2 separate regions of the Sus scrofa genome follow, and region 1 is linked to region 2. The links are chromatin contacts, called in public HiChIP or PLAC-seq maps. All regions are on one chromosome and are shown on one strand. The core of a region is the stretch at or near the end of the contact, and the rest is flanking DNA. Distances in the headings are between cores, read along the strand shown.

The links. HiChIP or PLAC-seq counts read pairs in DNA pulled down with a chosen protein or histone mark.
Region 1: a contact with region 2 is called in an H3K27ac HiChIP or PLAC-seq map of alveolar macrophages. The contact joins the enhancer-like site here to the promoter of PPP1CC in region 2. A contact is called at or near these places in 1 of 5 promoter capture datasets (liver), 17 of 47 Hi-C or Micro-C datasets (alveolar macrophages, blood, brain and 10 more) and 2 of 2 datasets of contacts at active chromatin or transcription factors (alveolar macrophages and skeletal muscle).

What each region holds. Positions count from the first base shown.
Region 1 is chr14:32,154,555-32,159,632 of Sscrofa11.1, reverse strand. CCDC63 (coiled-coil domain-containing protein 63) reads right to left here. Exons shown (of 13, transcript XM_021072528.1): 2 at 4,842-4,929. Among named protein-coding and RNA genes, the nearest start is that of CCDC63, 17 kb to the right of the region's middle. Within about 2 kb of position 3,097, at least 32 of the 83 cell types and tissues checked have an H3K27ac peak or open chromatin away from gene starts, as enhancers often do. A contact at or near this core is called in alveolar macrophages, liver, omental adipose tissue and 3 more, where this site is marked.
Region 2 is chr14:32,089,352-32,094,539 of Sscrofa11.1, reverse strand. It overlaps PPP1CC (protein phosphatase 1 catalytic subunit gamma), which reads left to right and starts at 3,273. Exons shown (of 7, transcript NM_001044560.1): 1 at 3,273-3,327. The coding sequence starts at 3,273.

The DNA of each region.
Region 1 (5,078 bases), core at 1,848-4,347, 65 kb before region 2:
AATTAATTGTCTCTCAATAGCCGCTTCTCCTTCATGAAGAGTTGCTGCTAAGACAGCTGCCTGGCCAGGGGTTGTACTTCCCAGCCCCTCCTGAACCCAGGCAGGGCCATGAATTCTCACCCATGGGATGTGAGCAAGAAGTGTGTCACTTCCAGATTATGACTTTCTAAGAAGTGGATGTGACATTTCCGTCCTCCCTTTCCCTATCTGACATTATGGGCAGTGCAGCCATAGATGGGCAGAGCCCCAAGACAGATTTCTGTGGAAGAAATCACTGGCTAACCATCAACATCCTCATTGGACTGTACAAAAAAGAGAAATTCATTTCTGTTGGGTTAAGCCAATGGAATGTGAGGACATCTTTGTTACAGCAGCTATCCTGACTCTAAGAATACCCTGACTTCTTCCTTCCTAGCAGGACTCTGCTTCTGTCCCTCCTCAATGTGTCTAGTCCCAGAGGATGAATTTTGATTGGTTCCCACTAATTATAGTAACTGTACTTCCCTTTGTCAATGATTGGTCAAAAGATGAGCATGTGACCCAGATCTGGCCAATGAGAAGTATATTCCTATTCCTTTGTGACAAAGAGAACTCCTCCAAGTTCTGTTCTCTTTTGCTTCCAGAAATTATTGTGAAGGCATGATGGTTGTTGCTGGAGCAACCATCCTGTGACCACAAGAACTATCACTGTCACACCAAAGACAGCAAAGAAGAAATATGAAGGGAAATTTAAGTTCTCACTGACACTGTTTGCCGCTGCCCGCAGCCTTGGAACCACCTACCTCTAGGCTTCTTGTTAAGTGAAATACTAAGTGTCATTATTGTTTAAGGCACCCTAATCAAATATTTTGTTTATTACAGCCTAGAGTATTCCTGCCTTACATGATCTACCTTGAAAATGAGTCTCAAGTTGCTGAGTGATAGGACAAAAGTGGCTGAGAATGTAGGAACTTCTGGCATTTCACTACTACGTTCTGGGGGTTTTCTGGAGGAGTTGGGGACTAGGTGCATTTTGGTAAATCATATTGGAAGGAAAATACCTAATGTTAGAAAATTCCCACAGGCAGGGAAGTGGGGTAAAGACAATGGTTCCACAGCTTGTTTATTTCTAGAAGAGCCCTCAAGGTAGGGGGTAGAGGCTATAGCAGGATTTATTAGACTGATAAGGTTTGGGCAAAGGACACCAAATTTGGGATCTCTTTCAACTTCAGAATTTTGTGCAGTTCTGGTTTCATATGGACCAGGAGCTTTTCCATGTTCAAGGGCTCTTTTGATCCTAAGGTGAATCTGTAATGAACCTTTCTAAAAGCATGACTAAAGTATGCCTGACATTCATTGCCAATGCGATTTTACCTCTCTGATCCTCGGTCTTCTCATCTGTAAAACAGGGATTCTCATCCCAACTCTCAACATAAAATCATATAGATAAAGCTCTTAGCACAGTGCCTCACACATATCAGGTGTCTGATGAATGTACCTTGTCTGTGAATCAGGATTTTGAAGTATCAGTTTGTCTCGTCCTCAAGTTAATTGGTTGTGGTATGTGGTTTTCTGCAGGAACTGGAGGTTCCAACACCTCCTACCTCTTTGCGCGCGCACACACACACACACACACACACACACACACACACACCAGAACCAGGCTGCCCCTGGAACACAGGCCTTTCTCCAGCTTCCAGACTCCAACACAGGCAAGTCCCCTCTGTGCCCTCTGGGCTGGGTCCACGCTATATCCTGGAGACAGATCGACACCCATTCTCACAGCTGGGCTTCCAGAGAACCCTGCAGGTGTCTTGGCCCATGGCATACCACCCTTAGTCTGGGGTCTCAAACTCAAGGCCCACAGGGCAAATTCAATCTGCCTTCAGTTCTGTTTAGCAGGCAGTGTTTTAAAATGTGAATATGGGTCAGCTACTCACTCTCCGGGCCCCTCCTCCCTCAATTCCCACATTTCCTGTAACTGCAGGAATTTGAGTATGCAATTCTTAGGTAGAATCTCAAAGCTGCCCACTTGTGTGTGTTGGAAAATGCTAATAAATCCAGAGGTCCAGGTCAGAGAGCACCACGAAAGCGCCTCTTGCTCCTTAGACCTCAGTCTAGCCACTACAGTATCTGGGCACACGGTAAGTTCTTGGCAGAAACGAATATTTAATTAGTTGGGATGGAGGAGGCCAACCCCTCCTCTGCTGCTGCTGAATTTAACAATCTACTCTTAAAAGAAAATCCTGACTCCTGAAGGACTTGGCAGGGCCCCTGAGACAGGCCACTGTGTGGATTATAAATGCCAAGTCTGAGAAAGGAGGCTCCTGTTGAAAAAAAAAGAAAAAAAAAAGCCCAAACAGTCTAACCTGGTAGAACATTAAACATATGTTTAGAACACTAATCATAATCATGCAGGGGTGCAGAAACACCCACAAATTTTTAAAAATTGGGATCGTTAAGGGGGAAATGGAAGTTTGTTGCACTCTCTTGGATTTATCGTACACACTGTAATTTATTTACATTTAATGGAGGGGGACCGCGATATTTTCCAAGTTTAGGGGCAGCTAAATGTCTGAAGGGGTCCGGGATGGGGGCAGCCACCACGCTTTTGCTTTCCCCAGCAGAGGGCGCTGTTGAGCAGCAGGCGCGGCTGCACGGACAGCAAAACCTACCAGAGGGAATTTGCAGGACTGCTCCCACCGAGTGTCCGACCGCTGCCGCAGCTGCCTGTCTGACGGCGCCGGGAGGGGAGTTTGCTGCACGGCTGCGCTGTACCAGCCCCCAGCCCCACGTCTGGGCGTTCTCGGACCCCTGGAACGGGCGCTTTTATGACTCGCACAGACCAGGGCGTTCTTCCCTGGAAGGTTCGGGGAAGCCGTGGGGCCCTTAAGTGGGAACCAGAGCCCCTGATGGGAAAGTTTTGCGGGGGAGGTGGGAGATACACTCCTCAGCGACCCCTCCCTCTCCCGCGATGACCTCTTACCGGACTAGCCGAACCCTCACACCACTAACTTCTCAATTAATTAATTAATTAATTAATCAAAGCTCTCCTTCCCTGACTCGGCTAACTCACGCCCCAATCCAATCGCCTTGCCATTTTCTCTGTCATTTACCCGCATATCCTCGCACCATCTTCTTACTCCCCCTCTCCCACTCACACATACAGCAACCCTGCCGGGTACATGCTTTAACCGCACTAACTCAGAGAAATCCAATTCTCCCTGTTCTGCAAAAAGAACTTGAGACAAATAACCACTGGTGCGGGGCAATTTGTCCAATTTTCTCCTCTGACCATGACTTGGGACACCCAGTCTGACCCAAATCACTTGTGACTCCTAGCGTGAGCCTTTTTCACCGGCCTAACCGAGTTTGATCGTTTAAAGATAAACATGTTTTCATGCAAATGGCCCTGAAACACAAGCCAACCACTTCCTCTGGAGCTAAACTCTAGAAGCAGCTATATTGCTGAAGGGAAATGATTGCTGAAGGGAAATGATTAGAGGTACTGGTTTTCCAGGGTAGTTTTTACCTGAGATTTCCATCTTACCTCCAAACTCTTGAGTGAGTTGTAGCTCAGCCTAGGCTCTCCATTCACTTATCCCTAAACTCTTGAGAGAAGATGTGTTTTAGAACTTACCATGGTTTTGGTTTTGGAAAGATAATGTGGTGCACAGGGAAACATGTTACCCCTGATGTTGTTGGCAGCCATGTTGTAACCATGAGGGAAGTCAGTGGGACAGATATTTTATGAATGGCATTTGGGCAACATGTCAAAATCAAACACCTTAACACTTCTGCAAGGAAGCATATGAATACTAATGAGAAGTAAAATAAAGATTATAAGCAGTCTCATGTCAGGTCTTGATGATTCACACAAAGTGTTTTGGGACAAGTGATACCAACCTCATTTTACAGATGAGGAAACTGAGGGTTGGAGAAATAAAGTGACTTTTGCAGTAAGTGGGAGAGCCAGGTTTTGAACCCTGGGCTGTCTCTAGAGATCCATGCTTTACCATAATCCTGAGTAAAACCACAGCACCAAACCTGAGAAGTTCTTCTGGAAGCTGTTATCTATCATCTCTCCGATATTTAAAGAGCTGCTCTAGCCTTCAACTCCATATATAGCCCAGTGACTCATATATTTCAAGTGTCAACGACTGAAAAATGATTGAGTTCAGTTAGGTTCAGGACTTGTTAAAAATAGGCTTTCCTCAGAAGAATTTACTCTCTCTGCCTTTATGGGCACAGATCTCAGCAGCCTCCACGCAGAGAAGTGCAAGGCTTTTTAAATTAGAACATGCCAGAGTCAATTCTGCTAAAGGGATCTTCAGTTCCATCAGCGGGGCTTGGAGCAGAGAGAGATGCCAGCTTGCCAAAATGATGAGCCAGCGGTGAGAAATGTTGGCAATAGCGAGTCTACAGAATGGAGGAGGAAATTAGAATTGGGCTGCACAAGGGCTGGGCAAAGGCATTTGGCCTCAGACCATGAAATTGACTGTCCAAGTGACTCTTTGAAAACAAGGATCAGAAACCCACCTGAAATAATGCAAAATGACTTTTTTTTTTTCCTCTCCAGCATCTGTTCCCCCTTCTTCCTAACAGATCCCAGTTTGTTCAGGTAGCAATCCCTCTCCCTTTCAGCCTACATGACCAGGAGAAATTGATTTTCACACACATCTCCAGGATAGATCTCAATTACTCTTAATGCATTACAGCCATCCCATCCTCCTTGCCAATGATTGGACCTTTAACCTAATTTTAAGCCAGTCTGTGCATAGCATTCTCCTAGAGACTGCAACTGGTCCAGGAATAGGCATGTAACTGATAGTGGCCTTCTCAGACAGAAAGGAAGAACTTACAGTCCAGAGTTGGAGGGGAGATGCTTTTTTCTAGCTCCATGGATGGGAACAAGGAAGTATGTCGCCCCTGTTGCTGTTGGCAGCTCTCCTGTAACCATAAGGGAAGGCAGTGTGAGATCAAAGCCAGCATATTGTGGAGGGAAGAGCCTAGAGAAAATTGTAGAACGGTGTAACTGGAACTCTGATCACACGATACCTGAAATCCACCTTGGCTCTGCACTTCTTGTTTAAAAAAAA
Region 2 (5,188 bases), core at 2,024-4,523:
GATTGGAGCCGTGACTGTGACCCATACCACAGCTCAGTGCAATGCTGGATTCTTAACCCACTGAGCGAGGCCAGGGATCAAATCTGAGTCCTCATGGATACTAGTCAGGTTTGTTACTGCTGAGCCAAAATGGGAACTCCCTTAATAGTTAATTTTGATTGAGTTTATACTGTGTGCCATGGTTCTGCTTTGGTTGACTCAAGGGTTTGGGGACCAGAGTCCAATCAGTTTCCCACCATCTTCAGCAGGAGGCCCCTAAGAAAGCTCTGTTGATCCAAGGAAGACAGTTCAAAAAGTACACTTTGGTCCCTTCTCTGGAGTTCCCATTGTGGCTTAGTGGGTTAAGAACCTGACTAGTATCCATGAGGATTTGGCTTCAATCCCTAGCCTCGCTCAGTGGGTTAAGGATTTGGTGTTGCTGCAGGTTGTGGTGTAGGACACAGATACGGTTCAGATTCCATGTTGCTGTGGCTGTGGCGTAGGCCGTCAGCTGCAGTTCCGATTTAACCCCTAGCCTGGGAACTTCCATATGCCATGGGTGCGGTCATTAAAAAAAAAATTTCTTTCCCGCACTTTACAGATAGGCAAACTAGAGAGAAGTGACACTCCACCTATTGGAACAGGGGCCTTTCCAGCAAATGTCTGCTGGTCCTTAGTATTGATAATGGCAGAAAAAAAGCCAGGTGAGGGTCCATTCTTTCCTCCCGGAGCTGGTTGCTGTTCTCTGGGAGTCGTTCAGCCCTACCCTTTGAGCTCATGCCACTCTCAAGCTTGGAACCAGCTAATTCTCTCAGACATGTCCCAGCATGGCCTCTGGAGTGGAGTTGCCCAGCAGAGAATGGCGTTTGGACAGAGGCCCTGCCCATGTCCCAGTCCAGTCTGAAGTCCTCTCCAGCCTTGATGATGTCAGCAAATGTTAACACACCTCCTACTTTGTGTATGGAAGACTATGACACTCTTATTGTACATAGAGACATGTTTAGAGCATTGCATTACATCCCACATTTGTTATGTGCCTACTGCGTGCCTGAGTTGTTCAGGGTACTGGGTAATCACAGTAGGAATTTATTAAATGTGAATAAGGGCTTTGATTTCTTGACTGTCCTGAGTTCCAACCCTGGCTCTATAACTTACTAGCTGTGTGACCTTCAGCAAGTAACCTAGCCTCTCTGCTGTGTCTCACTTACTTCATCTGTAAAACGGGTGTGATAGGAATAGTACATGATTCCTAAGAGTGTATTGGGAATTCAATGAGATAGTTTTTGGCACATACAAAGAAAATGAGTGCAGTGTTTGTTCGCCTCCCCCCACCCCCAAGCACTTATCAGAAGCTGATATTTTTATTTGAGTCCTTGTTCATTGTCTGTCTGGCTTACTAGATGACTCTCCATGAGAGAAGGGCCTTGTTTTTCTTGCTCACCCCTGCATCTCCACCTAGAACAATGCCTGGCACAGAGTAGGTGCTCCATAAATATTTGTCTGCTGAATGAATCGCTGTCTTTCATACTCCTGAGCTAATTAATTGCCCTTGTGATGATGCACCTTGGAGGAGCCCAAAGTCTTGTGGACTCCTGGGAGAGCCACCCTGACCTTGACAGCCAGTTGTTCACAACAGGCACCGGGTATCAACTCTGAATGTCACCACCTGGGCTCTGTGCCCCGGGATGACAAATGACACCTGTATATCTTCTGGTAAACAGAGCTACAGCATTAGAGTGAGTTGGTGACTGGGGAAAGTGGAGTGAGCAGCTAAGTCAGGCAGAGGGAGCTGTGAAACTCAAAGCCCCAATGCCAGCAGCAGAGAGGCCACAGGTCCACGTGCAAGGAGCCTGGGCCACACCATCGCTTGAGCCCCGACGGTTGGGTTAGGGTAGGGTGGGGCACAATGATTCTGAGATTGGATGTCCCAGGGGCGCAGTCACCTCGATGGGAATTCACGCATCCTGCGTGTCTTGAGAAACAAAATTAATTTCTTGGGGGTTGGGAGTGAAAGGGCTTTGCAAACTGTGAAGCGTTGTATGAAAAAGCAGTTAAAGAAAAGGACAGGACCCAAGAGAGCAGATGTGTAGGCAAGCGCTTTCAAACCTAGCTAGAGGCGACAGGCACCCCCCGGCGGGGAGGCGGGGAGGCGGGGGGCGGGAGGGGGGGGCTGGAGAGCGATGCCCTTGGGGAGACTGGGAAGCCGAAGGAAAAGGGCCAAAGTTTCCCGGGGTATCTGCAGAAATCAGGACCCGCCCGCAAACACTTGCTCTCTTCTGGCCAAGAGCTCGGACGCGCGAAATCTGCAAATTCTCCCTTTATTTGAAGGTGAACGCTCGCTCACCTTCGTTCTGCCTAGAATCAGGGTAACCGTTCCGATGATTATATAACTTCCCGAATTCTAGAAAGATAATCCAAAGATAGGGATGATTAATTTTTTCAAGATTTTTTAAAAAAATTCCCCCAAAGTTTGAGAGCGCCCCCAAAAAAACTGTACATATAAATACCTGTAAATACAGGTGGAAATCCACCACTCAAAATGAGTAACTGTTAACATTTTTATTTATCTGAGAGACGACTTTTTTTCCTAGTTATCAAGCCTTCCCCTTACCCCCAAATCCCAGCAAATCTGACTCCAAAAAAAGTCACCCTACTTCTCTTTATTATTCTCCCTCTTCACCTCTACCCCAGATTTATGTTTAGGGGAAATTCCAGCACCCCCGGATTCCCTCCATGGGCTTTCACATGGCCAGGTCCGCAAACATCTGGCCCCAATGAACAGCGTCCTGCGGAGGCCGAATCTTTGGGCGCACAACTGCAGCTTCACCCCAGGCCACAACTCCCGCGTGCGACTTTGCAACTCACGCTCCCGCCACAGGACCTATTTGCTCAGCCCGTTTGGCGGAAGGATTCCGCGCGCGAACGCGGTTGTGCTCAACTGTCTCCTCCCCCTTCCCGCGCTCTGGCCCCGCCTCCTTCCCGAGCCCTGATCCCGCCCCCTCCCGCGTGCCCTGTGGCCCATAAAGAAGTCCCGGCCGGGCCGCTGCACTCCCCCGCGCGCATTCGTGCGCCGCCCGAGGCTGGCTAAGGAGTCGGCGGCCATTTTGTTCTTCTCGTGGTTCCAGTAGGGAGAGAGGAGGAAGCAGGGAGCGGGGCGGTTGGGGGGGACCCGCCGCGGCTTCTGCCACCGCCGCCACCACCATTTCTGTGCTCGTGGCGTGGGAAAGGAGGCGTGAATCCCGGGCGCGAGCCGGTGGCGGCGCCGCTACGGGAGGGTCGGCGGTGGGAAGGCGATGGCGGATATAGATAAACTCAACATCGACAGCATCATCCAACGGCTGCTGGAAGGTGAAGGGGGCGGCGGGCGGCTCCGGGAACTCGCGAGGGTGGGGGATTTGGGAGGCCTCTTGGGCTTGCAGCGCCGAGGGGAGTGAGCCCCACGAGTTCGCCCCCGAGCCGGGGGCTGCAGCCGGAGGGAGGCCGCCCGTGGTCCCGCTCTTGGCCTAATCCGCGGACCCTCCAGCTCCGCTCATTCATTGCACGAGGGTGCAGCCTTTCTCCTGGCCGTGAAATTTGAAAACTCCGCTCCCCACCCCCACGTTTCCGGTACGTGCCCCCCATGCGCCCCGCAACCCCGGCCAATCTTCGGAGAAGATTGGGGGGCCCCAGTCCATTCTGCAAGAAGAAATGTTCCGAACTTTCTGGTAACTCCTCCTCTCGGAAAGCAATGTGATGGGGCTATGGATCCTCCCGGGCTTGAGGACTAATTTCTTTGCTTCTCATTTTTATTTTTTGTGAGGTTGGGGTCCACTGGCCCGTTTCTTGTTACTTGGTGACGAACGTTCAAATCTCAAGAGGATGTTGAATCCCATCTCCTACTCTTCCCAAACACTTTTTTAAAGTTGTTCTTACCTTGAGGTCTCCGCGCTCTTTTCTGAACGTGCCTCCGAACCGTGCAGCCAGCAGCGGTGACAGTTTCGTTAGAATCTTTCCAGTGTGCCATTCTCTGTGTTAAGCGCTTTGCGTTCATCTGATAAATACAATCTTAGTATTAGCCAGTGTTTACTATGTGTCGGGCATTTTTGGAGCACTTTACACAGATTTCTTGTAATTCTCCCAACAGTCTTATGAGATAGGTGCTCTTTTTTTCCTATTTTTTTTTAGAGGAAACTAAGAGAAGTCACTTTACCAAGGTCACACGGTGACAGGTTTAAAACCCAGACATCCAGGAGCAAGAATTCATTCAAGTCAGCCTGTGTGTGAAGGAAGGAGGTGTCCAGTGGTTAAGCAGAGGTTAAAATAAATCTTTAATATTGGGTGACCTAAGACTCGTGAGGTGTCTGACAGTTGATTCATATTGATATGGGTGACAGATGAAGTAGGGATTTTAAGGAGGGACGCTGAAGTGAAATCATTCCCCACTACCCCCAAATTCCAGAGCCCACCTATTAATACTGATGTCTAATTCCAAACTTTGAAAGAATTCAAATCTTTCCTGATTCGGGTTCTTGATAATGTAGGTTTGGCCGAGTTTTTAACTGGTTTTTGCCTTTGTGCAGTTCTAAAATACTGCTGTAAATGTTGTGGGAGATGGAGTCGAGAGCATGAACAGTTGGTCAGCTCTGATGTTAGAGTTTGCAGATCTTTTAAGTCATTAGAATGAAACTCCTGAAAATATCTTAATCTGTGTGGGGTGTTTTCCTTTTCTAGTTTCTCAAAAGAAGAACCCATTAAATAGACCCCTAAAATGCTTCTGCCATTTGTGGGTGAAAACCCTATTTACTCAGTACTTGGCATTTATTATAAGAACAACACTTTTAATATTAATATTAAATATTAATAGAGTTCTTTGATTTATGTGAGCAGCAGTGGGTCAGAAAGATTAAAGCAGTTGGCACTAAGAACTTAGTTTTTTTTGGTTCAAAAGTTGTGAATTAACTTGTGCGTATCTATCCAGGGGTGCATGTGCCGAAAGAGTGGGCTTTATTTCATTGAGAAAGGGGGTCTGTGGATTCAAAACATTAGAATTTTAAGATAAATTCTAGGTTGCCCATGAGTCTTATATCCATATATTTTAAAGTGTGCTAAGAAATTTTCCTTGATAAACTTGGATAATCTAAAATGAGAGCAATTGTTTTTTAATGGTTTCTATATAAATATTGCACTTGAAAAACCAGGGTTTTTTTTAAATTTCATTTTTTTTTTCACT